Linked DNA regions of Mus musculus: region 1 is linked to region 2. The links are chromatin contacts, called in public Hi-C maps. All regions are on one chromosome and are shown on one strand. Each heading gives the region's core, a stretch centred on a gene start, on an enhancer-like site or on the middle of the called end of the contact. The rest is flanking DNA. Distances are from core to core; before and after follow the strand shown. Region 1 has its middle 140 kb from the start of Gm12022. Region 2 has its middle 100 kb from the start of Etaa1.

What was found. A called contact is a pair of places that touch in the nucleus more often than the background predicts.
Region 1: a contact with region 2 is called in a Hi-C map of the N1E-115 cell line, with 2.1 times the contacts expected there. The contact joins two enhancer-like sites. A contact is called at or near these places in 1 of 484 Hi-C or Micro-C datasets (the N1E-115 cell line) and 1 of 9 other capture datasets (embryonic stem cells).

The regions. Positions count from the first base shown.
Region 1 is chr11:18,352,290-18,356,849 of GRCm38.p6, reverse strand. No RefSeq gene overlaps it. Among named protein-coding and RNA genes, the nearest start is that of Gm12022, 140 kb to the left of the region's middle. Within about 2 kb of position 1,844, at least 2 of the 459 cell types and tissues checked have an H3K27ac peak or open chromatin away from gene starts, as enhancers often do. A contact at or near this core is called in the N1E-115 cell line, where this site is marked.
Region 2 is chr11:17,849,542-17,853,977 of GRCm38.p6, reverse strand. No RefSeq gene overlaps it. Among named protein-coding and RNA genes, the nearest start is that of Etaa1, 100 kb to the left of the region's middle. Within about 2 kb of position 2,472, at least 5 of the 459 cell types and tissues checked have an H3K27ac peak or open chromatin away from gene starts, as enhancers often do. A contact at or near this core is called in the N1E-115 cell line, where this site is marked.

The DNA of each region.
Region 1 (4,560 bases), core at 595-3,094, 500 kb before region 2:
TATCATATACAGACAGACGTTCTTCCTCTCCGTATCATAATGAATACTTGTTTATTACCTTATGACGAAGGCTTCACAAAAATGTGGTTCACATTTGAAGGCTAGGCAAGGCTATTCACTTTGACATTGATGCAGAGTTGGGAATGGAGTCCCGGAAAAAGTTGGGATTCTAGTGTGTCTGATTTTCTTCTGAAACTCATTCAAAAGATTTCTTTGGCTATCTTCAGAGCTGAATCAGTCTTCCTGGACTTTTGATTGCACAACGCTTAGACACCACTGTTTTAACTTGGCTAGGTAAAAATTTCAATTTATCTTTCTTATATGATGTCCTCCACTGTGAATAATAATCCTAGTTTTCAAATATATATTTCATATCATTAAAAGCAGCTAAAGGGGCCAGGTGGCCTTAGAATTCCCAAGATGACATTGATGCTCTTAGTACTATTTCAAACTGCTTAGTGCTATAGGAGAGTGAACTTGTCTGCTACAAAAACCAAGTTCAATTAATCATAATTGAGAAACACATTGTGATGACCACAGGATGTTCTAAAGAACAAGTCTTGGAACCTTGTGATGGGATTGCAAGTCTCTTTTCAAGTCGGTCACTGTTTTTTTGACCCTTCAAATGCATGAAAGCTAATAGAGTGCTATGTAGTATCAACATGCAAATCCAGAGGACGAAGCACACAAACACTACAGCCACTGAGAGGAAATACACATTTACAATTACACTAATTCTCAAAATATTGAAATCTCATATAGCCAGTAAAAAGAACTTAGTCTATCTTATGTTCTCTTAGTGCTAAATGTATACAAAGATATCTGTGCTTTGTTAAATTGTTGACCTCAAAATAGAATGCTTCGATTATGTTTTAAGAAGAGAATAAGGTGAGACACTCTGCTCTACAGCAGATCAATGTGGGCAATAACTATTTTTCTTCCTGGTTGAAAAATTGGACTGCCGATTGTGTTTGCGATCTGATGAAAACAGCTGAAGAAGCTGCGACGCTTAGTCAGATACCTTTAAGGAGGAGACATAGTTTGATTGTGGGTAAGGTCAGGACATTTATTTAGAATGAGTCCATCTTACTTACAATGTTTAAAGAAAAGATTTTGACGTGGGATCTCAAGTTGGATGCCCCCATTTTGTGTGGCATCTTATCAAATTTATTCCCTCAGTTTCATGAGAGAGTCTAACTAGGTTTGTCCCTGACTTCTCAAGGAGTTGGTATAAAATTTTCATGGTCTGTCTAAATATTCCCTTAATTAAGCATCCAAGGAATTTTTAATACAAATGTAATAGATTTGTTTTCTCACAAGCTACTATTTAAACAGCCATTTGTGATAAATATTTATAAGTGTTTATAAATAAAATATTAATTGCCTAAAATGGCATTTTAATGTGGCACTCGCTACCAGTGAAATGCCGCAAGTGTGACGCTACCTCATGAAAAGTTCTGGAACATCTGGCCCTACACCAGCACCACCGTGGAGGCTTCTGGGACAAGAATAGCTGTGGCATCTTCTCAGAGCTTCTTTTGGACAGAGGTACCTCTGTTCCAGATGTTAGGATTCTTAGAAGTGCCACACCTCCAAGAACATAGCCATCCACTTCCTTTTCCTAGATTGAACAGAGGACACCCAGGTTCTTCCTTGTACTTTCAGGGGAGAGGACTCCACCTTTCTGTCGTTGTTGCTTTCTCTCTGGCCTCGGGATGTGAGACTTTTCAGAAAGGGAAGCACAGAGACTTGACTGTGATCCAAGCTCTCATTGCTGGTTCAACTTGTTCTATGCCAAGGCCAAATTAGATTACAGAACACTAGATAAGGAGACAGGAAGAAAGCACTCTAAACAGACTCTCTTAAGCTTTGTTCTGGATAAAAAAGAAAGAATGAGTCACCGCCAGTCTGTTAGCTCTTCTGGGATTGAATATCTGTCTACCTGCCCAAAAGCAAACCAAGCCTCCATGGGCCTCAACATCTCCATCTGTGAGCCATGAAAATAAATGTGTGTCATTTACATATTTTAGGGACACTAATGAGAGCAACAGTTTGTTTTTATTTATTCATTAATTGAGGCAATTTATAAACTTACACCATCTGCTACAAAAATTCAATTAAATAATTGTTATATCCCAGTGTTACAAGTAGTATAACAGTTTATAGAAACATGAATCTGGTAGAGGTAGCCAGGTGTGTGGGGAGTGAGGAAGGGTGCTTTTCTTGAAAGGGTGTGCCACACTTTCATGCTGCACACATATTTAAGCAAATTTGAATGTCATGGCTCTTCCATGCTGTTTAAGGGGAGATGCGTTTAGTGAGCAGTAGCAGATTTTGACTATTGACTTTGTCTTACTTTGTGCAATCAGTAGTGCATCAGATTTTGTAACATTTCTCAACTTTAGTTTCCACATTTATAAAACAGAGCTGATTTGCTGCCGATGCTGAGAAGAAGGTTGGCAGTTTTCCATCTACTTATATCTTTGCGACTTAAGATTTCTGTGTTTATGGAATTTAACTTAATTTCTCAAAATGCCATAGAAAGGACAGATTGAATGCAGGCAGATGGTGGAAATGACAGCTTGACCTTGAAGACGAGGCTCAGAAGAAGCAAGGCTCAAAGGTGCTGTCATGTCACCAGCACTTGGGACAGAGATCTAAGGACATGCTTTTCTTGAACTTCCAAATAACATTGTTTTGACAACATATTTCCAGTGTGTTTTATAAGCAAATCCTTTTCCAAAATGATTTCAGCTCAGAAATTTGCTCCTTTGACATTTCTAAATGGCTATTTTATCCTTGAACCATCTCTGCATCTCTGAAAAAGACCTCTGAAAAAACAAACAAAAACAAAACAAAACAAAAAATAAAGCCTAAAACCTCTCTTTATTGTACATGAAAGGTTTCTCTCTTCCACTCTAAGCAAGGATGCACTCGTTGTCAGGGCTGCAGGTCAGTTGGCAGTCTGCGTCATTGAGAAGGACGCTGTGGAAAGGTGGGAACGCTCTGTGTTGATTTAAAGTCCGTGGAGATGTGGGTGAGAACGCTGGCATTTGAGTATGTGAAAATGTTTCTGGCTGATGCTAAACCTTATTATTTACAATTCATTACTTATGAGTCAAGTCCCAGTATTCATTGTGCACTTTGCAATTGCATTGTATAAGTTTCATAAAAGAAGGCAATAAACATACAGCTACCTGTTGCACAGTCCCCAGAAGCCAATCCTCTGTGTAGTGCTCTATGAAATTCTATTTTGATTAGGTTGTTACATCTGGGACAGAACTGCAAATAGTGTTTGGCAATGGAAAAATGTGGGCCTGTATAATTCTAAGATTAAAGTCTGTCCAATAATACAAGCATGCCACCTGGGACGAGTCCTATATTTATAGCAGAAAGGCCACAGAGTAAGTATTCATCACTCAGGTTCAAGAGAGGTATTGCCAATTACTTTGGGGCCTTTTGTGATAACACTAGATGGACTATGAGGAAAAAAAACATATTTGATCTATTTCCTGCTCAAGTGGATAGAGAATGAGTAAATACGATAAAAGTAACCCCATCTGGATGGATGGGGGTGATGGGCCAAGATGAACCCCTGCGGCAGATCCTCTTCAATTCTACCTTCTTTGATCTTATGATGTCATAGCTTAATTAATAAAGATGACTTCTCTGTGTGTGTTATACCCTGTAACTTCTATAACTTTTTCACTTGACAGATGATTTGGCTTAAGCTCCCTTACAAACACGGGAGGAAGCAAGGGATTAAAAATAACAGTTTCTTCAATTAGCAGGTTTAAGTGAAGAACTACACCCTAATGTCTTACATGTTTGTGTTTCTGCATCAGGCTAATTTCTCTAGTTAATCAGCTTCCCAAGTGGTTGTGTATGAAATCAAGAGAATGAAAGGCTATATGTGAAACCATAATATAATAAAATGATTCACTAGATCTAGTACACTGAACCATGCACGGGCTATTTTTAATAGGCCAGATTGTCCCACAGAGTTACAGATATAATAAGTATCAATGACAAATCCTGTATGTGACCACAGGTGGGAACAGCTGCCAGGTACTTGCCAAGAGTGACACTCTCATCTAGCTGCAGGTGGAGTTTGCCAAGTTCACCATGGCACATCTGGTCTTCAGTTTATGAAACCAAAAATTTATCACCAATGCTTCCTGTCCCCAATTACCAGCTGGTAGATAATCTTCCAGTAGTCTTTATTTAACGCGGAAGCTCCTGCACTCTTCCCAAGAAAAACCATGTGTAGGCAATGTCTGTGGCAGTGAGATAATTGTATTTCCCACTGGGACAGGTGAGTACTTGACTGCTTAAGTACACTGTCAGTACTTACTTAGTAAGTATGCTCTATTAAGTACTCTATCATGGACTATCAGCATCATTCTGGTTTGCTTGGCTGTAGCCCCCTTTGCAAGGAGGTGCCATGTAATGACCAAGGGCACTTCAAAGGTGATGCTACTCTCCAAAAAGAAATTGTGAGACCTCCAACATAATGGTTTTGACATTGAGGACTATAATTATGACCCTTTGATAAGAGCA
Region 2 (4,436 bases), core at 1,223-3,722:
CCCACTACTAGTAATTCAACAAAGATACTTGGAAAATGTGATTTTAAAACGTTGAATTCTCCAGTAAATTAAATTCAAACTCCGTTTTATCCATTCCCCCCTGCCCCCCACCTCCTGAAACTTGTAGAAAGTAACTCTGTAAGGAATTGGGATCCAGCTCTTTGAACTTTAACTACTCCCAGGACCATGATCAGCAGGACAAAGGGGAAAAAACATGCTCAGCAAAGGAAGAAAATTGGTCAGTTTTCTCTAGGCCTGCTAGCTTTCCTTAGTATTCAAGGAAGGCAGGTTCTATATACACAGAAAAGTGAGGGCATTGTTTTGAAACTGTTTCAAGTCTAGCAGTTGAAACCCGGAGATCTCTGTTACCAAAGATAATGTAGGTGCGACTAATACTTTCCGAGGTACCTGGGCTTTATGCATGAATTGAGCATGCTCTGATGGCTTGGACTCAATCCCTGTGACCAGCAACAGTCAACAAAAGACAAAGGGAAGCAATTTAACCAAGGTTAACCCATGGAATCCTTTGCTTGGCAACGAGACGATTCCTTTGTTGGATTGGTCATTCTGCCATTAGCTTTTCTGTAAACCCCTTCAGTCTGGCTGTGACCTTGTAACTGACCTCTCCTCTCACCACGGCCTTCACAAGTAACTCATCCGAAGGCTTAATGGGAGGCAGAAAAATCTAGAGCCCTCCTCAGGAGCTCCAAAAACGTAGTTCCACCAGACTCACTCCATTTGCAACGTGATGGTCCCAGGGGCATCCTTGTTTTTCTAAAATATTTTCCTTTTATTTATATAAACTTGAAAATGTTTACAACAATTCCCAAACCTGTTTCATGATTTTCCCTGGATTGCCACACTGAAAACATTTTCCATACACCTTCAAAGACTGGACTAAAAAAAAAATTTTTTTTTTATCTTAATTTGACTTTTCTTTCACATTACTAGGGAGTGGAACCAGTTTCCATAATTAGAGGAGGCATATTGACCCATCAATTACTCTGACTGTTGGTTCCATTAATGTGCATGTGAAAGGTGTTTTTCAAACTGCACCAAGTAAATGTGAGAATTTTTATCAGAGGCAAAATATTTACTACGTGACTAGTTATTGGATGAATTTTTAAAATAAAATAAAAGTTTCTTTTAAAAAATCTCCTTTTCAATTTTCAACTATCCACATACCCCAAAGGGGGAAAAAAATCAAAAGTCAAAAAAAAAATCATACTTTAATGGATTTTTTTTTGGATTTAACAAAGGTACTTGATCTTTCCAAAAATTTTCAAACATTCATACAATCTCCCAAAACAATTCTTATGATATATGTATATATTTGCATTTACACATGCATGCATGCGAGTGAACACACCTTCAGCTCGAGCAGCAACAGCGACCTCTAGTGTGTCTTTCTAACCTGCTCACTTTACGGCTTTTATTCCCCGTCTCTTTAACCTCCAGGAGACTGCTTAAGCTTTAATTTCCAGTTCACATTTGATCTAATTTCTGTATTGACTAAACCGAGAACGTGATCTTTGGGAGATCTTTTTTGGTTCTAATAAAGTAATAAAGCAGTTATGGCTTTATTAATTAGTGTCATGACAGTACCCAAAGTTGTACCTGCACAATGCCCCCCAACGGTGGGCTTTATTTGCACGATAAACTCACCTGGGGCCGAGGAACTCTTCCTGTTCTAAGCACAAGCATCCACTCTCCAGCATGCATGCTTGCTTTAGGAAGGTTCACGTCTCCTTGATGCTCTCCAGTGGGCCTCTTTATTAAAATTAAGCGAGAAAAGGGACTGAAGAACGGCTCAGCTGTTAAGCACACTCGCTATCCCTTCAAAGGGCCTGAGTCTGATTCCCATCACCCACGTGCTGGCTCACAACCTCTGTAACTCTAGTTCTAAGGAACCTGAATGACCTCTCTTGATCTCCGTGGGACCAGGCACACACATACTAAACAGCCACATAAACAGGGAAAATATGCACACGAGACAAAAAAATACATTTGTTAAAATTAAGGGAAAATTGAAGACTCTGTCTAAGGGCCAAGACATTTTTTTTTTTAATGTTTTAGGGGTTTACCCTAGCTAGATGTACACTGCTGTAAGGAGAGTCTACAGGAACAAAGTTGTATGATGTTGACAGTTTGTATCAGCAATTCTACTCCAGGTTTCTCTTTTCAGTGTATAACAGCAATCTAATTTTCTATGGGCTCGGTCTTGGGACACAGGGCTTGGATGACCATAGTAAAATAGTCCATAGGCTTTTCCACGTCCCTCCTTTTTTTTTTTTTTTTTTTTTGAGCAAGTATTTCCTGTCTCCTTTTAGACAGAGTTCAAAGTAAAACATCCCCTCTCATCCGGTCAGACTGCATCGGATTCCCATTGGCCTTGTCTGTTTGTGGTCTGTCTGACAGAGGCAAGCTGAAAGGGGTTTTCTGTCTGCCCTATGGCAAACACTTTTAGGATGTGTGGGAAAGAGGCAGAAAAGATTTTTTTTTTAAAGTAAATGTTTCCTGTAAGTGAGGAAGATTTTCAAATTGTAGCTGCTAGAAAAGATCCTGCAGGACAGATAGGGAGATGTGAAAGGCCGAACATGACTGTCTCCTGGGATGGAGCTGGGCTTACTGGCAAGCAAGAAGCTGCATGTGGAAAACATGCTCCAATCTGTGTAAGTAAGCATGGCAGAAAAATGAGCATCATTTCAGGGTAAAAAAATAAACAAAACCTGTTGAATCAGAGCCCTGGGGAATCAGGCAGAAAGATGGATGTAGGTATGTGGTTATAGGCATGAGTAAATCTGCTTGCAATGCAGCAGCTGTGAAATACATAATAGACATTGTGTACTTACATTTTCTTGTACTTTATTGTGTATGTCTCTCTTGCCATTGTCTTATTGCCCATGAGAGTGTGTGTCTCAGTGGCAATTCTGAGATGACACCTATCAAAAGAGAGAAGAAAGAACAGAATCAGAAAATTGGTGAACCCCATAGGAGACCATTAATTAGGGTTGCATTTAGGTCAATAAAATATTTCAGAGTTAGGCCCATGGAGTTCTGCTTGATCAACCTGCTCATTTGCAAATGAATAAGGCCTGCCTGGAGTGTCCAGTGTCCTGGAGCAGAGCTGATATTCAGCTGGGGTACATAGCATATGTTCTAATTCGGTTAGTGTGATGGTTGCGTGGTCTGTGATTCTTGGCTGCTTTTGAATATCGATCCAATGTTTGGTCATCAAGTCACTAGTTTGTGCTCATCATCTGTTTTCTGAGTTCCCAGACCAATTATCACATCCAAAATCTGTAATTTGGCACCAAAATACTCTTCTGCCTCCTTTCTTTCTGCCTTTCTGCCATTGCCTGCTTCCTGCCTGCCTGCTTTCTTCTTTCTTCTCTTTTTGAGACAGTTTCTCACTATATATAGCCCAGTCTGGCCAAGAACTTACTCTCCAGACAAGGATGGTCTCCATTTCACAGAGATCCACCTGCCTCTGCCTCTGCCTCCCTAGTACTGAGATTTATGGTATGAACATGCAGCATGCCCACACACAGCCTGACCAGAAGCTTTCTTGAGCAACACCCACGTCACAGCTCTTCCAAAGCGGACTCACCTGACCAGAAGGTACCCTTGCTCCCTGTGTCCAAAACCTACCCCATGGTGAATGCCACTGGCTCCTCTCCAGGAGGCTTCAGTGAGCATAGAGACCTAATGGCACCTGCAGCTTATTTCAAAACCTGTGTCTGTCTGTCATGTTGTTTGGTAAAATTATACCAAATATCAATGTATTTTCATGAATCTACAGAAAACTAAGTTCATTGCTCCACAAAGATTTGATTTAGGCAACTTAAAAAAGAATAATCAGTTGATTCTTAGATAAACTTTATTATTAAAAAAATTTGCAAATAACTAAAAGAAATATCACACACCAAAACAAACAAACAAACAACCTAACAAACAAGCAGTTGAGACTAGGTGGATGAGAGATGATTCGAAAAAGCAGCAAACATGAAGACAATCCTTTGGCAGTCACACACTCTGTAAGTATCATTACATTTTTCTCAGAGAATCCCCAGACCTCATTGCATTCTTGGAATTTCATTTTCTAAGAAAGATACTGTGGAACTCTCAGGGTTCCAGATAGGAAGGAGGTCCAAATATATATAGCATGATGCATGTTTAAGTGTCACATCATTTGAAGTCATTTCTCACTTGGAGCAACTGGGTTCACTGATTCCTCAGCAAGCAACCCTTCAGTGTTCTCTGAAATCCGCAGATTTGACAGGATTCCAGCTAGGAACTTGTGTTTTTCAGCTCTGGTTGAGGCTGGGGTCCTTGGCTGAGGTGCAGGAGAGAAGCACGAGAAGGAGATTGAAGAGGAAGAATCCACACAGGGGGCCCTGCACAAACGATGTAGATTAAAAGTCAAGCAGCTGGCA